Linked DNA regions of Nothobranchius furzeri: region 1 is linked to region 2. Evidence: chromatin contacts called from public Micro-C data. All regions are on one chromosome and are shown on one strand. The core of a region is the stretch at or near the end of the contact, and the rest is flanking DNA. Distances in the headings are between cores, read along the strand shown. Region 1 overlaps pbx4 (pre-B-cell leukemia transcription factor 4). Region 2 holds the start of LOC107378326 (kinetochore-associated protein DSN1 homolog).

Region 1 (3,764 bases), core at 247-2,746, 51 kb after region 2:
TGATTGGCAGTTATTCTGAATGTGTTTTTGATGTTTTGATGTTTATTAATCCTTGTTTTATTCATTTTACCTTCATAAAATGAATATAATAATAATTATTATTATTATTGTTGTTGTAATTGTTATTGTTATTATTATTAGTATTAATACTTTTGACCTAGATAAAATTATACACAGTACTTAGCACTTTATTCCTTAAGGAAAAAATACGTTTTGTATATATTTATGTTTAACATACACTGTAATACAGTCACTGTTTATCCGTTTGTGTTGTTATCATTGCTTAAGTGTCTGAGCTCCCCTCCCCCTTTAAAGGTAATTAAGGGCTGATTAATGATGTGTTGGACTGAAGTGTTGTGTTTGCCCAAGGTGTGAATTCTCCAATTTACACTTTGGTCAGAACACACAGTGTTTACTCTGAATGCTTACCTCTTAGTGTGTTTGTTTGTGTCAGAGTGGGGGGCTGTGTGCAACAGGACTCTTGTGTACTACCCAAACAGATGCTTATTAGTGTGAGCTGCTTAAAGCAGCCATGAACATATGGATTAGGCTCATTAAGTTGACTGCACTTCACAAAAATGGCCTTTTTAGAAAAAGAGGGTGTTTTTTACTTTAATTTTGCAGCAGAAATGCATTTTTTTTTTTTACATTTCCAAGCAATTCAAAATAAATGATTAAATGCTGAAACATGTTTTGAGATCATAATGTTTAAGTGGAACTGTGTTCATCATGATTAATACATCCATATTTTAGGTGAATACTCAAGAGACTGCCTTTGACTCTTACGGCGTAAGCCTTTTGCATCCAGACAATACCATCTGGATGTGATTGAGACAGAGTTTGCTTTTTACTTCAGAACATTTTTAACCTTTCTCTTTCTGTCATTCAAACTGGAGTTTTGGCACAACTCTTTTTATTATTGTCCAGCTTCAGTTGCCTTTGTTAATTTGTGTGTTTTTTGTCCTTTCAGATGTCACAATGCTTTGTGAAATCTGAGAATCAAGGTCAAGCTTACAGATTTCCACCATCTGGTGTCAAGCACAGTTCAGGGCAAAGTTTGTTCCGACCAAACATTTTTGTTTTGGGGAGTTGTGAATGTACCTACTTCCCATTACAGTTTGTAGTGTAAAGATGCTTTTTTTGCATCATGCAGTAGATTTTAGATTTTAAATTCATATTTTGTACATTTTGTAATGAAAATGTGCACATCCACTCAGCTTAGTTTGGTTGTAAAGGACTAAGCTTTTTATTAGACTTGTATTGGAAGGGGAAACCTGATCTTTTCACCATCTTTCCTTCCCTTTGGTTTACTTGCTCTCCCTAATGTTTGTGCTCCAGATTCTGTGTATTTCTGTTGTCTCTCTCTCCCTCACATACCTTCTCCTGTGACTCCTTTTTTTCAGTTCTCCTTGGTTCTCCTTCTAGCCGCTCTCTCTCTTCTTACCTTTTTTTCTCCCTTTTTCCTTCCCTCTCTGCCGATCCCTTGCTCTCTCCCAGTGAAAGGCTGAGAATACCCAAGGGAGCTGATGCAATTAAAATGCTAATCCTGTCTGTCTACAGAGAGAGGGAAAGGGGGGGCTGACAGCATGAGGGATTGCGGCTCACATGGAGAACTCGACTGAAATGGAGAACAGGGGGTGGGGGGTGATGGGGGAGTTGTGTGTTGGGGGGTGTGCTGAAAGGGAGAAGGGGGAGGGGATGTGTGTTGGGGAGACAGAGTGAAAAAGGGGATGCTAGCGAGGGAAAAGACAGACAAGGATAAAGCTTGTGCTGTGAGCTGAGCAATGATATACTGACTGCGTTTAAGCCTTATCTATGCCTATGTGTGGAAAGCATTTCAGTTAATGTACAGCACTACACTATTGGTAGGGCTGTTCACCTTTCCCTGTGCCTTTTTAGATTATATGTGTTGTGTCTGCACAGCACTACGTTTCCACATTTGCCGTGCAGAAACGAGAATGATTATGTATGCAGCGAGAGCCCAGCTGGATACCCTGAATATTTCATAGTATGTGTTCCTCGCTTAGTCTCACAATGCCACGCCGCCCGGTTCGGCTTGTAACGTATGCATTATGGCCATTTCTAAAAGCCATAGCTATTGGCTGTGGGCCTGAAACGGTCTTCTTAAAAACAAATTAAAGTGTCATTACTTAGATCTATCTCAGGTTGAGGTCTCCTTGGTAGAAAACCAGCGCAGTGGAAATGCACGCTGCAGCTTTAAAAGAGCACTTGGCTTTGATTCTGGAGCAAAACAACCTCCTGGTTCTTTGACTCGTCAGTTCAAATGCTGCTTTAGTTTTTACTGGTACGTCATATGGTGCTTTGTTGTGCAATACTTTTACTCATCTCAACAGCTGTTGTAGTATCTGCTTTAATATCACCAGGCCACTAGACTGTGCATGAGTGCAATTCTGGGTAATCACAGCTTAATTGAAGTAATTAGGGGAATGTAGGTGCATTAGGCTACAGCTGGGGGCCATAATGAGTCACAGCTAAAAAGGAGGGGGCTGAGGTGAGAAGCCACAAGAGCCACATTTGCCCTCTTCACAGTAGGTCATTTGAACGTCTGAGAAAATGAACATGTTCCTCAAAACCACAACTATATTCCTAGGGTTAAAATCTGTCGCCTGGTGGTCGTTGGTAGCTCATTTTAATTCCTGTAACAAAAACACGAACAGAGTATTTCCAACCAAATATCAGTGTAACAAATCAAAACTTTTATTCATCTGCTCCAAAGGTGCAGAGATCATTAGAATTTTTGGAAGACTAGAAGGAAAATGGAGGGAAAGAAATGGGCGAATCAGGGTCATTAGTTCAGGCGACTGGGTCTGCTGCATTCCTAAGTCCTGAGATGGGGGAGCAACACAGCAGGAATGTGCCTTGGGTAGACGAGAAACGTAGCAGAGGGAGAGAAAAAGGCATGAAGAAACATGTAAAACGAAGAGAGAACAAATGGTCGACACCGTTGTTAAAAACCTGCCACGACGGTGGAAAGAGCGAAAACTGCTCATTTATGTCTGGTCCCTCTGATGAGCTGCAGACATGTTTTTCATGGTGCCTTTCTCAGCATGTTTCAGGTATTTGAGATGATAACAACATAAAATTGAAAAATCAGCCGATGAAAACCTTAAGAAATGAGTTTACGCTCTTCATAACTTTGGTGGTGAACCTCAACAGACTAGCATAATCCTTAATAAGGACAGGTGTCCAACATCACCCACTTGTCCTACGTCATCAGCCTCCCCCTGGCTTTGCACGAGTCCCCCCACAGTTAAATGGATTTTTCTTTACATAATCGGGCCTATTAACGGTAACTAACACGTGGACACGCTTTGAACCGTAGTTCAGGATTACATTAAATGATTAGTTATATGTTTTACTTTCCAATAATTCTTAAATATATCCAATAACTGGGATGCTATGGTTTGGTGGAAGGAAAACCTATAACTCCTTAGATCAAGTCACAACTTTCAATTAGTGTTACTGGTAATTAAACATAAATAATGTATTTAAAGCATCCATAATAAGCCTGTCCTAAACTGGAAGCTGCTGATTTTAGTCGTTCCCGAGAGTTGTTTGCTGAAAGGTAGAATTCTTCCATAATTAACGGTAAAACTTCTTTTTCATAAGTAACTAGTTACTGCACTTTTCTGAATTCATCAGTTACTACCACAGTAGCTACATTTTTACCTTATTTCAATTTCCAAAATCTAAAGTGAGGAATTAAATGTGCTAAGGTAGTCCTAACGTACACAAAGTCGGTG
Region 2 (4,182 bases), core at 38-2,537:
AACTCAGAGAAGCTTTAAAGCTTTTTTACCGCTGGAGAAAAAAAACGTAGCAAGTCATCATCTTCCTAAATGCAATTATTCTCTTCTGAATCAGCACTTCTTTAAAGAAGAAATAGTTAAATGCAACAAAGGGAAATATCCTTTTATTCAGCTTGTTCATGCGACTTGTATTAAAAAATAAGTCTGAACAGTGTTAAAGGTTGTTCATCTTAAAATAGACATTGAAGAGTTTGAAGATTTTTTTGTTTTAATAAGTTCATCTTAAAACATCTTTCTCAAGTAAAATAAAGTTTCCTCTGTGAGGTCAGATAGGCCCATCTGTGCTGTTTTGTAACAGAAATAAACAAATGAATCATATTTGTCCACCCAAATACTTAGATAAATATCACAAAAACAGGAAGGACAAAAACACCGTCAAGGTAAAGTAAAATTTTTTTTTAAATAAGCGGCTGTTTGTGATTAATCATGAGTTAACTATGGACATGATTTATATCATTATTAAATATTCTATGTGGCCTATAGGCTATGTAACTGAGATTTAATATGAAAAATTAGATAACCCTATTTTCAAATTAGGTATTTGCTCTATGTTAATATACATTTCATAAACATTTACGGGCCAAGGGGAACATCAGCTGCTGATGGTATATTTTGAAGAAAAAAGTCCATTATGCTGACCTCCTCCCTTCATATTCAGAATTTTCTAGTTGTGTATAAAATGTGTATATTGTGCCTCTCTAGTTCTTAATAAAGGTTAAATAGTTTTGAATTTAGTCATGTCACATGCCAGTGATTTATAAGCCAATACAAACCTATAAATAATCTATTGCAGTATTTTTTTACCATGGTTTAAAACTTTTATCTTATTATAGAATGAATATGGCAAATTATCTTTTTGTGTTTGAATGCAGGCTCAACGAACAAGTACATTCAAGGAGGAGAAGGGTTATCATTGGAGAAACACATGTGCCACAACCGGTGCTTGTGTTGTGTGGACCTGTTACATAGTTCTAAATAATAACAATATGGAATTCCTGTGTTGAGTATGTTATATTATGTAAATATCCATCCTACTTTTGGAAATAATAATCAGTTTGTGCATACAAGAGAATTAAAGAGAATTTAAGGCGAAGGGCTTGCACATACTGTGTTATTGTGTTGTTTTTTCTTTTTCTTTTTGGGGGGGGGGGCTCCACGAAGCCTTTGTGCTTAGGGCACCAAAATAGCTAGCAACGGCCCTGCGTGAAAACGTCTGCTTGTGCTCTTCTCCCTCTCCGTACTACATTTCCCATGGTGCCTCTCGTCTGAATGAAGATTGGCCGAGCGCGCAAAAGAGTTTGAAAAGTAAAATGGCGGAAAAGCAGCAGGCTGATCTTCGAGAAGGGTCCGTTACAATTTGAAACTCAAGCCGTGGCAATGGGAATTTATCGACAACAGTGTAGTACTCGTGAACCGCTTCGGAATATTTTATCTACAATATTATGTTGATGATATGCGTCTGAATTACGGGTTTCGCATGGTGTGAAAGTGTTGAATCGCAGATTTAGCTATTTACGTTCAAATGATTCCACACTAACTTTTAAAATGCGTTTAATTGCTTCCTAAATATTTACGATACGTGTACGTGTAGATACTGAGTCTAAGTTTAATTTAGTTTGTTGGCTGTGAGACCTAAGCTAGTTCAATGTTGACAGGAAGAAGCCAACTACGTAATTAAGAAAAAGTCAAGATAGATTTAGCCAGATAGCCAGGTTTGGGGGTATTAATTTATATTTACAAGTGGTAAAGTATAAACTTGTACTATTTATACATGTAAAACAAGTAGGACGTAGTTCAATGAAACTGGAAGAAAAGAATAACATGTTGTCAGCTTTCAGTCTCACACATTAAAATGGGATGCTGAAGACACTCAGAGGAAATCCCAATGATGTTGATCTGGAGTTCTGATATCTAATGCACTGAGAGGTCCTGCTTTTTAAATTTTGGTAAGGCAGTGTGCTAATCTGATTGGAAGGCAGCAGAATCTCAGTTACGTTTTTGAATGAATCAAGTTGTTTCATCATTCGTGTTGTATCTTTAACTTGAATTTTCAGAAATTCCGTTTTGGTTCTGATTTTTCTAATCATATCAAACCAACTTTTTCTGCCCTAATTTTTCTATTATTACGTTGCATCTCCATCGTTTACCTGATTTTCTTTTTTTTTTTTAATAACAGTTGTGAAGATCTGTCCATTAATGATATTCAGAGTAAGGTGAGACAGTAAAGCATTTAACTAGGCTTCAAGCTTCAATATTAATGGATTTCTTGAACCCAGAGTTGTTTCCTCTCTTGCCAAGGTCAACCCAGTGGGCCAGAAGAAGAGATGCTCCTCCACAAGCCCCGATTCAGCTCCCCCACAAAAATCTCCACGTACCGATTCCTTATCGTCTTCAACACAGAGGACGAATACAGAAAAACAGTCAGAGACAGACATGCAAAAAATGCTGATGGAAGACACAGGAAAACTCATGAGCCCAACTGCTGAGACAAAATCCTGGAGAAGAACCACCATTACTAGGCGGTCCCTCTCAGCCCCTCCAAACCCTTATCAGGGTATGGAATTTTCTTGAGTCGATGTCTTAAATTTGGTTCCTGAGTTTGACTGTAAAATTTTGTATTTTGTTTCCATAAATACTTTATTGAATCCATTCCAGCTTTGTGCAGCGGCATAAGTACATCGTTGTCAAATCAAGAGAGGCTCGAGAAGCTATTGGAGGCTTCAGTGAAGGTACCTGTCAAAAAACCATGTAGTAGGATATTCATCAGAACATTTTAATATCTGGTACCAACTATGCTGCAGCATGAATTTTTTTTTCTTCTATTTTCAGCTGGCACTAGAAAGAACTCAAAACATGCTCCTGTCAGTTCCACAAGCTTCCATTGAGACTTTTAAAAAACAAGGTTAGTTATTCGTTATATATTTCATGGACTTTACTATTAAAGCTTCAAAACAAGGTAGCTTAAAACATTTTTCCTTGCCTCTTAACAACATTCTAACATAGTATAGATAGAAATATTTTATGGAAACAAAAATAAATAATCAAAGTATGAAAAACAATGTAGTGGTTCTCTCGCATTTGTCTAAAAACTTTAGCCAATAACACAGCTTGGTCCAAAACCAACAATTGGACCGTCCAGTTGCCTGTCTTACCAAACAACTGCACTTCCGCATTAACCCTGGTCCACCACTCATTAGGTACCTGTGCATTTTGCAACAGAACACCACTGGTGTGAGAGGTTCTACGCCCATCTAACATCATTCAAAATCTGATCATTCAACATCAGAGAGAGACAATAGCTCAGGAGGTAGAGCAGGTTGTCCAGTTATCAAAAAGTTGTAGGATGTATCCCTGCTCTATCCCAGGGCAGCTGTGGCTACGTTGAATAGCTTATCACCATCAGAGTGTGTGTGTGTGTGTGAGTGAATGGTGAATGAATGGGTGAATGTGAGTGTAAAGCTCTTAGTTTGGAGTCCCCTGACTCTGTAAGGTGCAAGTTATTTCGTCTTCGTCTTCCTCCGCTTATCCGGGTCCGGGTCGCGGGGGCAGCATCCCAATTAGGGAGCTCCAGGCCGTCCTCTCCCCGGCTTTGTCCACCAGCTCCTCCGGCAGGACCCCAAGGCGTTCCCGGACCAGATTGGAGATGTAACCTCTCCAACGTGTCCTGGGTCGACCCGGGGGCCTTCTGCCGGCAGGACATGCCCGAAACACCTCCCCGGGGAGGCGTCCAGGAGGCATCCTGACCAGATGCCCAAACCACCTCAACTGGCTCCTTTCGATCCGGAGGAGCAGCGGTTCTACTCCGAGTCCCTCCCGAATGTCCGAGCTCCTCACCCTATCTCTAAGGCTGAGCCCGGCCACCCTACGGAGGAAACTCATTTCGGCCGCTTGTATCCGCGATCTCGTTCTTTCGGTCATTACCCAAAGCTCATGACCATAGGTGAGGATTGGGACGTAGATCGACCGGTAAATCGAGAGCCTGGCTTTCTGGCTCAGCTCCCTCTTCCCCACGACAGATCGGCTCAGCGTCCGCATCACTGCAGACGCCGAACCAATCCGCCTGTCGATCTCCCGATCCCTCCTACCCTCACTCGTGAACAAGACCCCGAGATACTTAAACTCCTCCACTTGCAAGTTATTTAT

What was found. Hi-C and Micro-C count contacts between places; a contact is called where the count stands out from the background.
Region 1: a Micro-C map of tail fin shows a contact between it and region 2, with 7 times the contacts expected there. The contact joins the enhancer-like site here to the promoter of LOC107378326 in region 2. A contact is called at or near these places in 2 of 2 Hi-C or Micro-C datasets (skeletal muscle and tail fin).

What each region holds. Positions count from the first base shown.
Region 1 is chr5:2,585,970-2,589,733 of NfurGRZ-RIMD1, forward strand. All of the region lies in intron 2 of pbx4 (pre-B-cell leukemia transcription factor 4), which reads left to right. Among protein-coding and RNA genes, the nearest start is that of stxbp2, 15 kb to the right of the region's middle. Within about 2 kb of position 1,497, at least 3 of the 3 cell types and tissues checked have an H3K27ac peak or open chromatin away from gene starts, as enhancers often do. A contact at or near this core is called in tail fin, where this site is marked.
Region 2 is chr5:2,535,656-2,539,837 of NfurGRZ-RIMD1, forward strand. LOC107378326 (kinetochore-associated protein DSN1 homolog) reads left to right here and starts at 1,288. Exons shown (of 11, transcript XM_015948466.3): 1 at 1,288-1,384; 2 at 2,216-2,252; 3 at 2,338-2,593; 4 at 2,695-2,768; 5 at 2,869-2,941. The coding sequence starts at 1,350.